Linked DNA regions of Sus scrofa: region 1 is linked to region 2. A link is a contact called in public promoter capture Hi-C data. All regions are on one chromosome and are shown on one strand. The core of a region is the stretch at or near the end of the contact, and the rest is flanking DNA. Distances in the headings are between cores, read along the strand shown.

Evidence for each region. Promoter capture Hi-C pulls out the DNA fragments that hold promoters and counts their contacts.
Region 1: a contact with region 2 is called in a promoter capture Hi-C map of skeletal muscle, with 7 times the contacts expected there. The contact joins the enhancer-like site here to the promoter of LAT2 in region 2. A contact is called at or near these places in 4 of 5 promoter capture datasets (fetal liver, fetal skeletal muscle, liver and 1 more), 22 of 47 Hi-C or Micro-C datasets (alveolar macrophages, blood, brain and 13 more) and 2 of 2 datasets of contacts at active chromatin or transcription factors (alveolar macrophages and skeletal muscle).

Annotation. Positions count from the first base shown.
Region 1 is chr3:11,486,194-11,492,918 of Sscrofa11.1, forward strand. It overlaps CLIP2 (CAP-Gly domain-containing linker protein 2), which reads left to right. Exons shown (of 16, transcript XM_021086342.1): 10 at 1,929-1,986. Among named protein-coding and RNA genes, the nearest start is that of GTF2IRD1, 49 kb to the right of the region's middle. Within about 2 kb of position 5,223, at least 2 of the 83 cell types and tissues checked have an H3K27ac peak or open chromatin away from gene starts, as enhancers often do.
Region 2 is chr3:11,352,014-11,358,585 of Sscrofa11.1, forward strand. LAT2 (linker for activation of T-cells family member 2) reads left to right here and starts at 1,860. Exons shown (of 13, transcript NM_001243411.1): 1 at 1,860-2,137; 2 at 5,944-6,066; 3 at 6,485-6,524. The coding sequence starts at 5,973.

The sequences.
Region 1 (6,725 bases), core at 3,973-6,472, 140 kb after region 2:
AGGAGGACAAGGTCAAACCGCATAGGAGGGGACAGTTTGCCGCAAGATCATTGCCTATGTATCAGCCCTGGGAGTTCTTGAGCTTCTGATTCCCTTTGTACCAGAGTGTAACATTTGAGCAGTAAGTGTTGAGGAGTTCCACGCCCAGGGCATGCCTTTTCTGAGCCCCCAGTGCTCCTAGATGTGTTCTAGGCACAGAGAACAGCCTTCTTCCCAGTCTTGGAGTCCCTGATTCACCCCAGACACGTCCTGCTGTGCAGGCTTCTTCCGCCCCCGTCTGTCTCCTGGGGGGGACCGCTGCTTGCAGGTGCTCTCCAGAATCCCGGGCAGAGGGGAAGGGAGGAGCCCCAGGTTAGCCGTGTGCACGTGGCCTGATTGGCTGCTCAGGGCAGGGGGGGTCCCTTAGGACCCCAGGACCTGGACTCCCTTCGCAGGGGAGGTCTGGGGCTGTTGTGGTTCCACCTGGTGGCCCACTGTCCCTTGGTCACAGCCCTCAGGCCAAAGAGTGGATGGTCAGGAATGTCCGTCTCTTGACTTCCACACGCACGGGGCCTTGGTCTGGACCCACTGCCTCTCAGATTCAAAAGTTTAAGTCCAGGGACAACTCAGTTTTTGGTTTCAAGTAGTAAGTATGGGAATTTTTATTTTTATTTTTTTTATTTATTTTATTTTTATTTTTTGGGTTTTTTTTTTTTTTTTTGTCTTTTATGGCCACACCCATGGAGCTGCATATGGAGGTTCCCAGGCGAGGGGTCCATTTGGAGCTGTAGCCTCCAGCCTACACCACAGCCACAGCAATGCGGGATCTGAGCCACGTCTGCAACCTGCACCACACCTTGTGGCAACACTGGATCCTTAACCCACTGAGCGAGGCCAGGGATTGAACCCATGTCCTCATGGATCCTAGTCGGGTTTGTTACCACTGAGCCATGATGCAAACTCCTATTTTTATTTGTTATTATTCCTCTGGCAGACTGCAGACTCAGAGCACAGCCAGCTTGGGCAGGAGGCTGGAAATGTCTGCCAGGAAGCAGCGAGGAGCCTGTTGGTGTTTGCCATGCAGATTTTTTTTTTTTTTTTTCTTAGTTGATCTGTTCTTTGGCTTTTTTTTTTTTTTTTTGGCTGTGCCCGAGCCATGTGGAAGTTCCAGAGCCACAGTAGTGACAACATTGAGTCCTTAACCACTAGGCCACCAGGAAATTCCCTGGATTTATTTGTTTATTTATTTATTTATTCAGTCTTTTTAGGGCCGCACCCGAGGCATGTGGACGTTTCCAGGCTTGGGGTCACATCGGAGCTGTAGCTGCCAGTCTACACCACAGATCTGAGCCGTGTCTTTGACCTTTACCACAGCTCCCGGCAACACTGGATTGTTTAACTCACTGAGTGAGGCCAGGGATCAAACCCTCATCCTCATGGATACTAGTCGAGTTTGTTACAGTTGAGCCACAACAGGGACTCCCTGGATTTATTTTTTACAAAGAAGCATTAGAAGGAAATAGCATTTCTTCCGGTCCCTCAGAGGCGGCCCTGGGCGTGCGCTGCACACGGTGCCCGTGACAGGCGGTGCTTGTTTTATGGACGGGAGACCGAGGCTGAGCGTCTGGCCTCTGGGTGATGATGGCAACAGATTCCTGGGACCCGTCTCTGTAGGTGTCCCGGGAAAGGAGATGGCTGTTCGATACGATAGACGTTTGCAAAAAGGCAAGGGTCGGAGGTGGTTGCGGGGAAGGTTCGTAAGCAGCCCGGGGCAGGTGGGGGCCACCAGGAACGGGGCGGGGGGATCCTCTTGTCAGGAAAGCCACTCCAAGGACATCCGTGCTCCCTGCCGCATTGCAGCCCCGAAAGTCTCCTGAAATCGGGGAGAGGTGGGCTGGTTGGGGCCGAGCCGGGGAGTCGAGGGTCCCCTTACACGGCTCTCCTTTCAGATGATCGAGTCCAACGACATTTCAGGAGAGAAGATAAGGATGAAGGAGGCTGTGGAGGGTGAGTGGCCGCCCAGCCGGGCCGGATGTGGGGCTTTGGGGAAAGGCTGGTTGGCTCTGCCTCCGAGCTGGCTCCCACTAAAGCAATTTGCATTGCTTGCTGTTTGGTGAGAGTGGCCTACTGTGTGCACCAGCCACTCACCCCCGACCTGGGTGAGGAGGGCGGAGCCTCAGTTTTTGGAGTTGGCTGATTTTGTGTTTGTTTGTTTGTTTTGTCTTTTTGCCTTTTTCTAGGGCCATTCCGAGGCACATGGAGGTTCCCAGGCTAGGGGTTTAATCAGAGCTGTAGCCGCCGGCCTACACCACAGTCACAGCAACGCCGGATCCTTAACCCACTGAGCAAGGCCAGGGATCAAACCTGTAACCTCATGGTTCCTAGTCAGATTCGTTAACCACTGTGCCTTGACGGGAACTCCCTGATTTTTTTTTTTTGGCCACATCCGTGGCACACACAAGTTCCCAGGCCAGGGATCGAACCTGTGCTACAGCAGTGACAACGCTGGATCCCCAATGCTCTGCACCACTGGGGAACTCCTGGGTTTTTGGTTTGTTTGGTTTTTTTTTTCTTTTTAGAGCCGCACCCACAGCATGTGGAGGTTCCCAGGCTAGGGGTGTAATCGGAGCTACAGCTGCCGGCTTATACCACAGCCACAGCAATGCAGGATCCGAGGCGCATCTGCAACCTACCCCACAGCTCATGGCAACGCCAGATCCTTAACCCACTGAGTGAGGCCAGGGATCAAACCCAAAACCTCATGGTTCCTAGCTGGATTCATTTCTGCTTCACCACGACGGGAACTCCTGGTTTTGTTATTTTAAAAATAGAGATAAACTGCAGATGGTTCAGGAGTTCCCACTGTGGCTCAGTGGGGATGAATCTGACGAGGAACCATGAGATGTGATCCCTGGCGTCGCTCAGTGGGTTAAGGATCCGGCGTTGCTGTGAGCTGTGATGTAGGTCACAGACGTGGCTTGGATCCTGTGTTGCTGTGGCTGTGGTGTAGGCCAGCGGCTTCAGCTCCAATTCGATCCCTAACCTGGGAACCTCCATATGCCTCAGGTGCAGCCCTAGAAAAGACCAAAAACAAAAACAAAAAAAACCCTTCAGATGGTTCAAAGGTCATTTGGTGAAGCATCCTCTGTTCCCTAGTTACCTCCCCACTGGCACAGTGTCGGCCACCTCCTGTCTCCTTTCCAGAGATGGCTTGTGCACGCACACACACGCACGCACACACACAGAGGTGACACAGGTGCCGCCTCGCCTCCCACACGGTTTGAGCCCCTTGTTTTGTTTTCCATTTAACACCGTGTCTTGAAGACGGCTCCCGGTTCCTGCCTTCTTTAACATGTGCAGAGCATCCGGGCGTGTGGCGCTGCCATCCTGTGTGTAGCTGCCAGATCATAGGTTGATGCGGGTTTTCATCTATTGCAAACACTGCCGGAGGGTAACACCTTGCCCGTCATTGGGCTCAACCAACTTTAACTCCCGCCTGCGATGGTTGAAAGTATGGTTCCCGGAGTTCCCGTCGTGGCACAGTGGTTAGCGAATCAGACTAGGAACCATGAGGTTGTGGGTTCGGTCCCTGCCCTTGCTCAGTGGGTTAACGATCCGGCGTTGCCGTGAGCTGTGGTATAGGTTGCAGACGCGGCTCGGATCCCACGTTGCTGTGGCTCTGGCGTAGGCCAGTGGCTACAGCTTCGATTCAACCCCTAGCCTGGGAACCTCCATATGCCGCGGGAGCGGCCCAAAGAAATAGCAAAAAAAAAAAAAAAAAAAAAAAAGTATGGTTCCCCACAAGCCTCACCCACGAAATATTTTCCCACACCTTGTGATCTTTGCCAGTCTGAACGGTAAAAGATGTTACCTGATGTAACTTCAACCTCCCCTTCTCTTGATACAGATGTAGCGCCGTTTCCATTTCTCCTTGCATCCTTTGCCCATTTTTTCCCTGTTGGGTTATTGATCTTTTTGTGGATTTTTAGAAGAAATTTATACCTGACACTGCAAACGTTTCCCCCCCGGTAATGGTTTGTCTCTTGACTCCTCTCCGGGTGGTGTTTGCCATGCAGATCTTTAAAAATCAATCCTTTCTTTTGGGGTTTACTGTTCTTAAAATGTATCCCGTAGTTTCTTCTAGTAACTTTTAAGTTCCATTTTCTGTGTTTAAATCTCTGGTCCTTTTAGAATACTCCCTTCTCTGAGGTGTGAGGTGGTCTAGTGGTTAGGATTCAGTGCTTTCACCACTGCAGCCTGGGTTCAGTCCCTTATTGGGAACTGAGATCCCACATCAAGCTGCTGCACACTGCAGCCAAAAATAAAGAGGTTTTTTAAAAAGGGTGTAAGGTGGGAGTTCCCATTGTGGCACAGCGGAAATGAACCCAACTAGTATCCATGAGGAGGGGGGTTCAATCCCTGGCCTTGCTCATGGGGTTAAGGACCTGGCATTGCCGTGAACTGTGGTGTAGGTTGCAGACACGGCTCAGATCTGGAGTGGCTGTGGCTGTGGCTGTGGCTGGCAGCTGCAGCGCTGATTTGACTTCTAGCCTGGGAACTTCCACATGCTGCTGGTGTGGCCCTAAAAAGCAAAAAAAAACAAAAAACAAAAAACAAGGTGTGAGGCAAAGATGCATTTTTATTCTTTTCCCAAGAATACCCACTTCTCCCCACACTATTTTTGAAAAAACCCATCTCCTTGTCTCCACTGATGTGCATTAACCAGACTCACCATCTTTAAATTCCATCAGGAGATTGACTCTATTTCTAGACTTCCAGTTCCTTCCCAGTGACCTATCTATCTGTTCGTGTGCCAATTCTATAATGTTTTGAAGCTTTGTTTCTATTTTAATTTTTGGCAGGGCCAGTCTTTCCTGCTCTGCTTTTTCAAAATTCTTTTGGCCATTCTTTTTTTTTTTTTAAATCAAGCCAATATTAATATAAAATAAAATTAATCATTTTAAAGTAAATAACTCAGCAGCAGTAGTACATTCACACGGCTGCGCAACCGCCACCTCCATCTAATTCCAAAACCTTCTCATCACTCCCAGAGGGAGCCCCGTATGCCTTATCAGTCACTCTCCATTTTCCCCTCACTGCAGTTGCTGACAACTGCTCGTCTGCTTTCTGTCTCTGTGGATTTGCCCATTCTAAACATTTCATGTAAATAGAATCATACAATATGTGGCCTTTTTCATCTCTGGCTTATTTCACTTAGCATGACGTGTTCAAGGTTATCTGTGTTGTACCACGTGTCAGCGCTTCCTTCCTGCTTGTGGCTGAGTAATACACCATCATACGTGCACACCTCTTTCCATTTATCTGAGCCTTCAGTGGACGTTGGGCTTGTTTCCACCTTTTGGCTGTTGAGAATAGTGCTGCTATAAACATGCGTGTTCAGGAGTTCCCGTCATGGCTCAGTGGTTAACGAACCCGACTAGCGTCCATGAGGACGCCGGTTTGATCCCTGGCCTCGCTCAGTGGGTTAAGGATCTGGCGTTGCCCTGAGCTGGGGCATAGGCCGGCAGCTGCAGCTCCAGTTCGACCCTTAGCCTGGGAACCTCCGTATGGGGTGGGGTGCGGGGCTAAAAAGACAAAAAAATGCATGTTCAGGTACTTGATGGAGACCTGGTTTCAGCTCTTTGGGATACACACCTAGGAATAGAATTGTTGAGTCATATAATAATTCCATGTTTAACTCTTTTTTAAATTTCATCTTATGGCTACACCTCTGGCACATGGAAATTCCCAGGCCAGGGGTTGAATCCAAGCCATAGCCGAGACCTATGCTGCAACCACGACAGTGCTGGATCCTTTAACCCTCGGTGCTGGACCAGGGATTGAACCCATGCCTCTGCAGCAACCCAAGCTACTGCAGTCGGATTCTTAATGCACTGTGCCATGGCAGGAACTCCCACGCTTGACTCTTTGAAGTTTTTTGCTAAACTCTCTTGCTTATTTTTCCAAGTGATTTTATTTTATTTTTATTTATTTATTTATTTTTTAGGGCTGCATCCACGGCGTATGGAAGTTCCCAGGCTAGGAGGCGAATTGGAGATGTAGCCACTGGCCTACACCACAGCCACAGCAATGCCAGCTCCAAGCTGTGTCTGCAACCTGCGCTGCAACTCATGGCAATGCCAGATCCTTGACCCACTGAGCAAGGCCAGGGATCGAACCTACTTCCTCATGGATGCTAGTCGGATTCATTTCCTCTGAGCCATGACGGGAACTCCTCCAAGTGATTTTAGAATCAGCTTATCTAGTTCCATAACAATTAAAATCTGGTTGGCATTTTTATTGGCATTATGTTGAATTGATAAATTAACTGGTGGAAAGTCAGTGTCGGTCTAGCACTGCCCGTGCGTCTTTTTTTTTTTTTTTTTTTTTTTGGCCACTCCCATAGCGTGTGGAAGTTCCATCACCACAGCAGCAACCCGAGCCACAGCAGTGACAATGCTGGATCCCTAACCCACTGAGCCGCCCAGGAACGGCTTTGTGCGTCTCTCTCATGACTGTTGGGAGACTCTCCGCTATTGAATGCACTTGGCCAAGTGGCATGGGCAGGGCTGTTTTAATCCCTATTTTTCACTTGAGGGAACGGAGACCCTCAGAGTTAAGTTGTCCCAAATCTCACCATCCTGGCACCTCTCCTTCAGGGCAGGTTATCCAGAGGGGCAGCTGGCGTGAGGAAGAATTTGGACTCTCAAGGCCACATGTGACCCCCTTTTAGGGTTTTTATGGGA
Region 2 (6,572 bases), core at 610-3,109:
TGGTGGTCACTTCAACACCTGCCGTCGCTAAGAAAGGCCCATGACAGAAGCTGGCATGTGGATGAGAGCTCCGTTCCCACCAGACCCTGGAGTTTCTGTGTCTCCACGGGCAGGAAACCCCAGGCAGGCGCGTAGCTGAGAAGCGGCTGGAGACCCACTCTGGCTCGTCCTCGTGGGTGAGGAGGGTCCAGGCAGGTGGTCCCAGCCAGGACCTGAACTCATGGGTGGTGAAGAGACAACAGGCTTTGGACTCTGTGTTCACAACCAGCTTACCTCTAGGATTCTTAGTCTATGCCCTTGCCAAGGTGTCCCTGGAAAGTGTTGCCGTGGGCCTTACACGTTGCACTGCCCCATGTGGAACGAGGGAGGCAGCGTGCGTCACAGGTGCAGCTCTGCAATTCAGATAAGGTTGGCTTTAGTCCTTGTGTCACAGTTTGCCGTGGAGACAACTTCTGGCACTCTGCCCAGGGATCTCGGGTCCCTGCGCTACCCTTCTCTCCCACAGGGTGGCAGCAGAGGGCGCCCAGCCCCTGTGTTTCTGTTTCGGTTCTGGCAGGGCCTCCTGGGGGCACTTCCACTGCGGCTGGACTGCCTGGCCTGGTCTGGGACGTCCGGGCCACCCCAGGCTGGGGCTGAAAGCCCCGCCCCAGCCAAGACGGGCCCCAGAGCTCGGGAGCCCAGGCTCTGAGATGCCAGGCAGGTGGGGGTTGGGAGACCCTCATGGGGTGGCGTGCCACTAAGAGTTCAGTGGCCTTGGACAAGGTGTTTAGTGACACATAACAGGAGGCCCTGGAGAATGTGTGCTGCGTGTGGGGCACCCACCTCTCAGCACCGTTCTCACCTCTGAAGGAAGTGCCCAGGGGCTGGGCAGCAGGTGGAGAGCCTGGGGGCTGGGTCCTAACTGCCCTGCTTTCCCCCCACCCCGGCCCGGGCCTGCCGCCTGCCTGGGGCCAGCTCCACGCCTCCACGAGCCTCATCTGGAAAATGGGGGTGAGAAGGCTCCTGGGACTGAAGGAGGAGCCGGGATTGTCCTTCCTTCTATCCTCCAGCGTTGTCTCTTCACCTCAGTGGCCTCTCCATCCATCTCTCTTTGTCTCTGGCTGTTTTTTCTCTAGAGGGCCGCACCCACGGCATGTGGAAGTTCCCAGGCCAGGGGCCAGCTGGAGCTGCAGCTGCCGGCCTGCACCACAGCCACAGCAACGCCGGATCTGAGCCACATCTGCAGCCTACACCACAGCTTGTGGTAACGCTGGAACATTAACCCCCTGAGAGGGGCCAGGGTTTGAACCTGCATCCTCTTGGATACTAGTTGGGTTCTTAACCCCTTGAGCCACAATGGGAACTCCTCTGGCTCTTTGTTATTATTATTATTGTTTTTGTTTTTTGTTTTTTACCTTTTCTAGGGCCTCACCGGTGGCATATGGAGGTTTCCAGACTAGAGGTCCAACTGGAGCTGGAGCCGCCAGCCGACACCACAGCCACAGCAACGCGGGATCCTTAACCCACTGAGCGAGGCCAGGGATTGAACCCGCAACCCCGCGGTTCCTAGTCAGATTCGTTAACCACTGAGCCACGACGGGAACTCCTGGCTCTTTGTCATGTCTGGCCTGGCTTGCATCTCTCTGCGCCCATCCACCCATGTCCCATGGGTATGGGTGTGGACGTGTATTTCTGTGTTTCTGTGTTTTCAGCGTGTCTCTCTCCGTGTCTTCCCACTCTTTGTCCCTGCCTGTGCGTGATATGCAAGCAGCCCTATTTCATGCTCTTTCTCCCTGTCCCCCTCTGTCTCTTCCCCTCTGTGAGGCCTGTGTGTGTTGTGGTTGTGTGTGTGTATTTAGTGTGTGTTGTGTGTGTGTCCGTGCACGTCTCTCTCTCTGCCTGACTGCCTCCGTCTTGTTCTCTGTCTCTCTCTGTCTCCGCCTCCGTCTTGGTCTCTGTCTCTGTCTCTCTCTGTCTCTGCCTCTGTGAGAGCCGAGCCTGTCCGGCAGAGCAGCGGATGTGTGAGGGATGATTCAGTGGCTGACAGGAAGCCCGCCGCCTTGCCTGCTGCCCGCCAGTGTCTGTGGCGTTGGCATCGGCTCGGGCAGGTGTGTGGGCTCAGGATGAGGTGGCCGCAGTGAGGAGCGCCTGCTCTCAGGTAAGCCTTTCCCAGGGGTGCCTGGAGCCTGGCCCCAAGGCAGGGGTCCTGAGCTGTCCCCAGACACCCCACAGGGGATGGGAGTGGCCTCGCTGGCCGAGCAGGAGCACTTGGCTGCCGGCTGGGGGTGGGGGTGGGGGCTGGGAAGAAGCCAGGCCGCCCGGCACCCCCTGCCTTGGCCCCGGCACTGTCCTGGCACCCCTGGCTAGGGGGCCCTCACCCCAGACCCTGCAGCACTAGAGGTGCAGCTATTTCTGGGGCTCCGGCTACTCTCCTGCCCCCATTTTCCCCAGCCCAGCCCGCACAGCCCTGGGGAGCCCCAGGGCAGCCGCTCCCCGGGGCAGGCCTGTGAGCCTGAGTTTCTTCATCTGTATAATGGGACTGGAGCTGCCCTGCCACAGGGCTATGGGAGGTCGGGTGAGACGCTACAGACGGGCAGGCCCAGGTCCTGCCCTGGGCCAGGGAGAAGCGGCTGTCCCGGCCGTCCCGAGCCCCAGCCAGCTCGCTCCTGTGCGGCTGGAGGAACTACAGGCCCTGGGCTGCTCGTGGTGGCCGCTCTGTTCACCATCCCCCACCCCTGCCCCAGAACAAGGGCTGCCGTCCGGGCCCCTGCACCTGCCGCTGGAGCGTAAAGAGCCTCCATTGGAGTCCTCCTGGCCTCATCGGAAGGCCAAGGTCATTTGGGAAAATGGAGCAGAGCCCCGCGGATAAAGCCTTCTCAGGGCTTGGGCCGGACCTCTGGCTCCCCGCTTAGCCCCCAGAGCCTGCCCTTCGGCCCTAGGGGTCCCAGGTTCCCCTTCTCCAGCATGAGGAGGGCTGGGAGGCCGGGCAGGAGGGCCACCAAGGCGCCTTGGGGACGGGAGGTGGGTGCTGAGGCTCGCTCAGCCCAGCCCCGAGAGCTTTTCCGCCATCGGCTTGTTGCAAACCTTGTTCATATGAAAACTGCCCACTTCCCTTTCTGCTATTTTGGCCCCGCAGGCCACGGGCTGAGGGCCTCCCCTCCCCACCCCACCCAGCCCTGCCGGCCCCTAGGGGCCCTCCTGCGGCTGCGAGGCCTGGCTCTGCTGGGGCCCAGCCCCTCCGCCTCCCTGTCCCCCGCCCACCTGCTCTCAGACCTGGATGGGAAAGGAGGAAAGCGAACAGATTGATTCCGTCTGGGGGGCAGCCACAGAGGTTTTCCTCAAACGAGTGTCTTTTAAAAAATATTGTGTACATCTTTAAAACGTCCTGTAAGGAAGGATTCACGTAGCAGAGTGTAGGCCCGGGCGTCAGCCCACCCTGGGAGCGGATGCCGGCTCTGACCGCTCAGCTGTGTGACCTCAGAAGGAGTACTCACCTCTCTGGGCTTCCCTCTCCTCCCTCGGAAGGCAGGAGCTGGCGTCTCCGAGGTGATGCTCTGCCTGTCTTGGACAACTGGGGGGCTGGGCAAAGGCCACACTCTCTTCAGATCCCAGCCCCTCCCAGGGTCCCCGCACAACGCCCCCCGCCCCCGTGTTGGACAGTTGTTGAGGGGGCTTAGACCTGCAGATCTTGGGGACCAGGCAAGGCAGGTTTCAGGTAGGGTTGCCTCATACTGTTCACTGCAGGCCGTCCAGCCAGCTCTGGCCCCAACAGGCTGCGGCTGCCGCTTTCCATCCTTTGGGGACCGTGGTGCTGGCAAGTCATGGTGGTCCCAGCCAACTGTGCCCCACTAGCCTGCTCTAGCACCTGGCAGGCGTCAGTTCAGTGCTGGGCCTCACACGACCAACCTGAGGGTTGAAAGTCATTTCCCCGGTTTAACAGAGGGGCAACCGGAAGCCGGGGATGCTGGGCCAGAATTGGAAACCTTATGCCCCGCTCCCTTCCCTCACGCACGGCCAGGGGTAGAAATGGGCTTGGGCTGGGGGCACCCCGAAGTGTGCGTCTTGTCCCAGGCAAGGCGGCTTTCTGACGGGCGGGGTCCTCTGGGAGGGAGGGTGGCAGAGGTCAGCAGCCCAAGTCCTGGGGCCTCAACCCCCAGGACAAGGGTGTGGACTTGCTCTGGGGTCTTAAGCGAAATCCGGGAGTGGCCAGGGCTGGACCCTCCCCCTGGCTCTTGCAGGGAGCATCTGTGCGACAGCCTCTCCCCGTGTGTCTCTGCCTGAATCTCCTCGGGGGCAGAAAGTCTCTGTCTTGACCAAAGGATGGAAATGCCAAAGGTGGGAGCTCGAGGGACCCGTCCAAGCAGCTGGAAATAAGACACTGGGCAACGTCTCTTCTGAGCCAGGCCAGACATGCTCGTCCTCCCAACAATGGTTTGAGGAAACACAGGCTTGATCCCCATTTTATAGAGGAGGAAACTGAGGCCAAGAGACTCTGAGGCAGGGGCAGGGGTCCCCACTCCAAGGCCAGGTGCTCGCAACCTCACGCTCTGGCGGGGGCGGGGAGCAGACCCCCCAAGTCGAGGGAGGGAGGAGGGTGTGTGGGCTCAGAGGGCGGTGATCAGGCTCCGAGAGGAGGGGGGCCGAGATCCACTCGGCCACCATCCTGGGCTGACCAGGTCATCTTTCTCTCCTGTGGGGGCCGCCAGGTCACGAGGTTTGGAAATTCTCGTGTTCCAGCTGACTCATTCGGTGTTTGGGGGAAGGAGAGGTGGCTTCTCCATGTCGCAATCATGCGTAGAGAATCCTCCTTGTCATCCCGGCCACAGGGATCCAGGAGGCCGAGTGGTGAGGGCCCAGGGGGCGCAGTGCGGGCCTCGGGGGAGCCCGGAGCAGGAGGTGGGCAGTGCAAAGCTCGGCTCTCCCCAGGCCTCGCCTTCCCCAGCTGTGAAGTGGGGAGAGGCCCTCCGGCCACGTGGCCGAGACGGGAGGAGCAGGTGTGCGGAGCGGACCCTCGGCGGCGTGGCTCCATGTGCCCACCACCGGGCACGGCCCCCTCCAGACCCCCACTGCCCTCGGCTCTGTCCCTGGCCACTGCCAGGGGGCTGAGCCTCTAGAGTTGCAACAATTCTCCTTGGAAGGCCCCTCCAGAGGGCCGTACTCGCAGGCCCCTGGCCCTCCTGTGTGGTTGTCTGTGGCTTCGCTGAGGCCTGACAGTCACAGCATGGCCCCAAGACCAGCCACTGACCAAGAAGTGGCCTCTTAGCCCACCTCCCACCACCAGACAGCAAGGCCCCTCTGCCCCTTCCCCTCAGGCCCGCCGCCTCCTCCTCCTCCGAGAAGCCTTCCTGACCTCCCCCCTCCTCCCAGCTCCCGGGAGGAGGAGTCTGGGCAGATGGGTGTTTTAGGAATGGAGATCCCAGCCCCAGCTTCCGCGGGAGGCCGTGGATGGGAGCGGAGAAGAAGCCTAGGGTGGGTGGGGGTAGGGGGGTTCCTGGGCAGGAGTCACAAACTCCGAGCTTGTGGAGTTTGCAGGAAGCAATAGGATGCAGTGGGTGGAGCCAGTGTTGGATCCGGAGGCTGGAGTTCAAATCCCGTCCTTCCCCTTAGCAGCTGAGGGATCTTGGCTTCCGCTTCTGTTTGTGAAATGGAGCAGGGCTCTCCCTCAAACGGCATTTGTGTGCACCAAGCAAAGGCGTGTGTGGGAGTGTGCACACACGTGTGGTGCAGTCTGACGGGTCTCCAGAACCTTCCAGCACTTACCAAGTGTTGATGATGGCCCTGGGGGTACTGGGTGCCGGTCTGGGGTCAGATGGGGGAACAGGGCTGGCTCTGTTCCTGCCTGGTTCTGGAACAAGGAGGGAGGGTGACACTGCGCTCAGCCGCGGGGTTGTCAGAGGACAGTGGGGGTCAGAAACCTGGGGTCCCCCCCACAACAACCCCAGCTCAAGCACCCTCATGTTGCAGCCCTGCAGGTAGAGTGGCCAGGAGTGGACATGGGCCCAGAGACAGAGCTGCTGTGGCCGGGGGCGGCCCTGCTGCTGCTGGTGGGGGCCGCGGCCGGCCTGTGTGTCCGCTGTTCCCGCCCAGGTAAAAAAGGCAGGGGTCGGTGGGCAGGAGGGAGGGGAGGGGTACCCAGACCTGGCTGCCATCAGAAGGGGCAGCCGGATAAGGCTCAAGAGGCAGAAGGGAAACCCAGGGGCCCAACCCCTAAATTGCCTGAAGGCAGTGGGTCTGGCTCACTCTGGGCTTTGGTTCTGTTGGGTCAAGGGCCTGTGTCTCGGGCAGACAAATGGAATAAGGGAAGGGAGGCTGGGGGGCACAACACAGCGCCAGCCTTCATGCTCTGCTCTCCTACATAAGTGGTCAGGTGGCCCCGGTGATGGGCGGTTCAGCCCCCGCATCCGGACTGAGGCCACAGGGCACGGGGCAGACAAGAAGAGGGGGGCTCGGACCTCACTTTCCACCTGACGCGGGGATGCTTGCTAATCTGGTCCTGTTCTTGCAGGTGCAAAGAGGTCTGAGAAAATCTATGAGCAGAGGAGCCTGTGAGTGTCTCAGTGTCCCCAGCCCAGTGACTCTGCACCCCCCGGGTG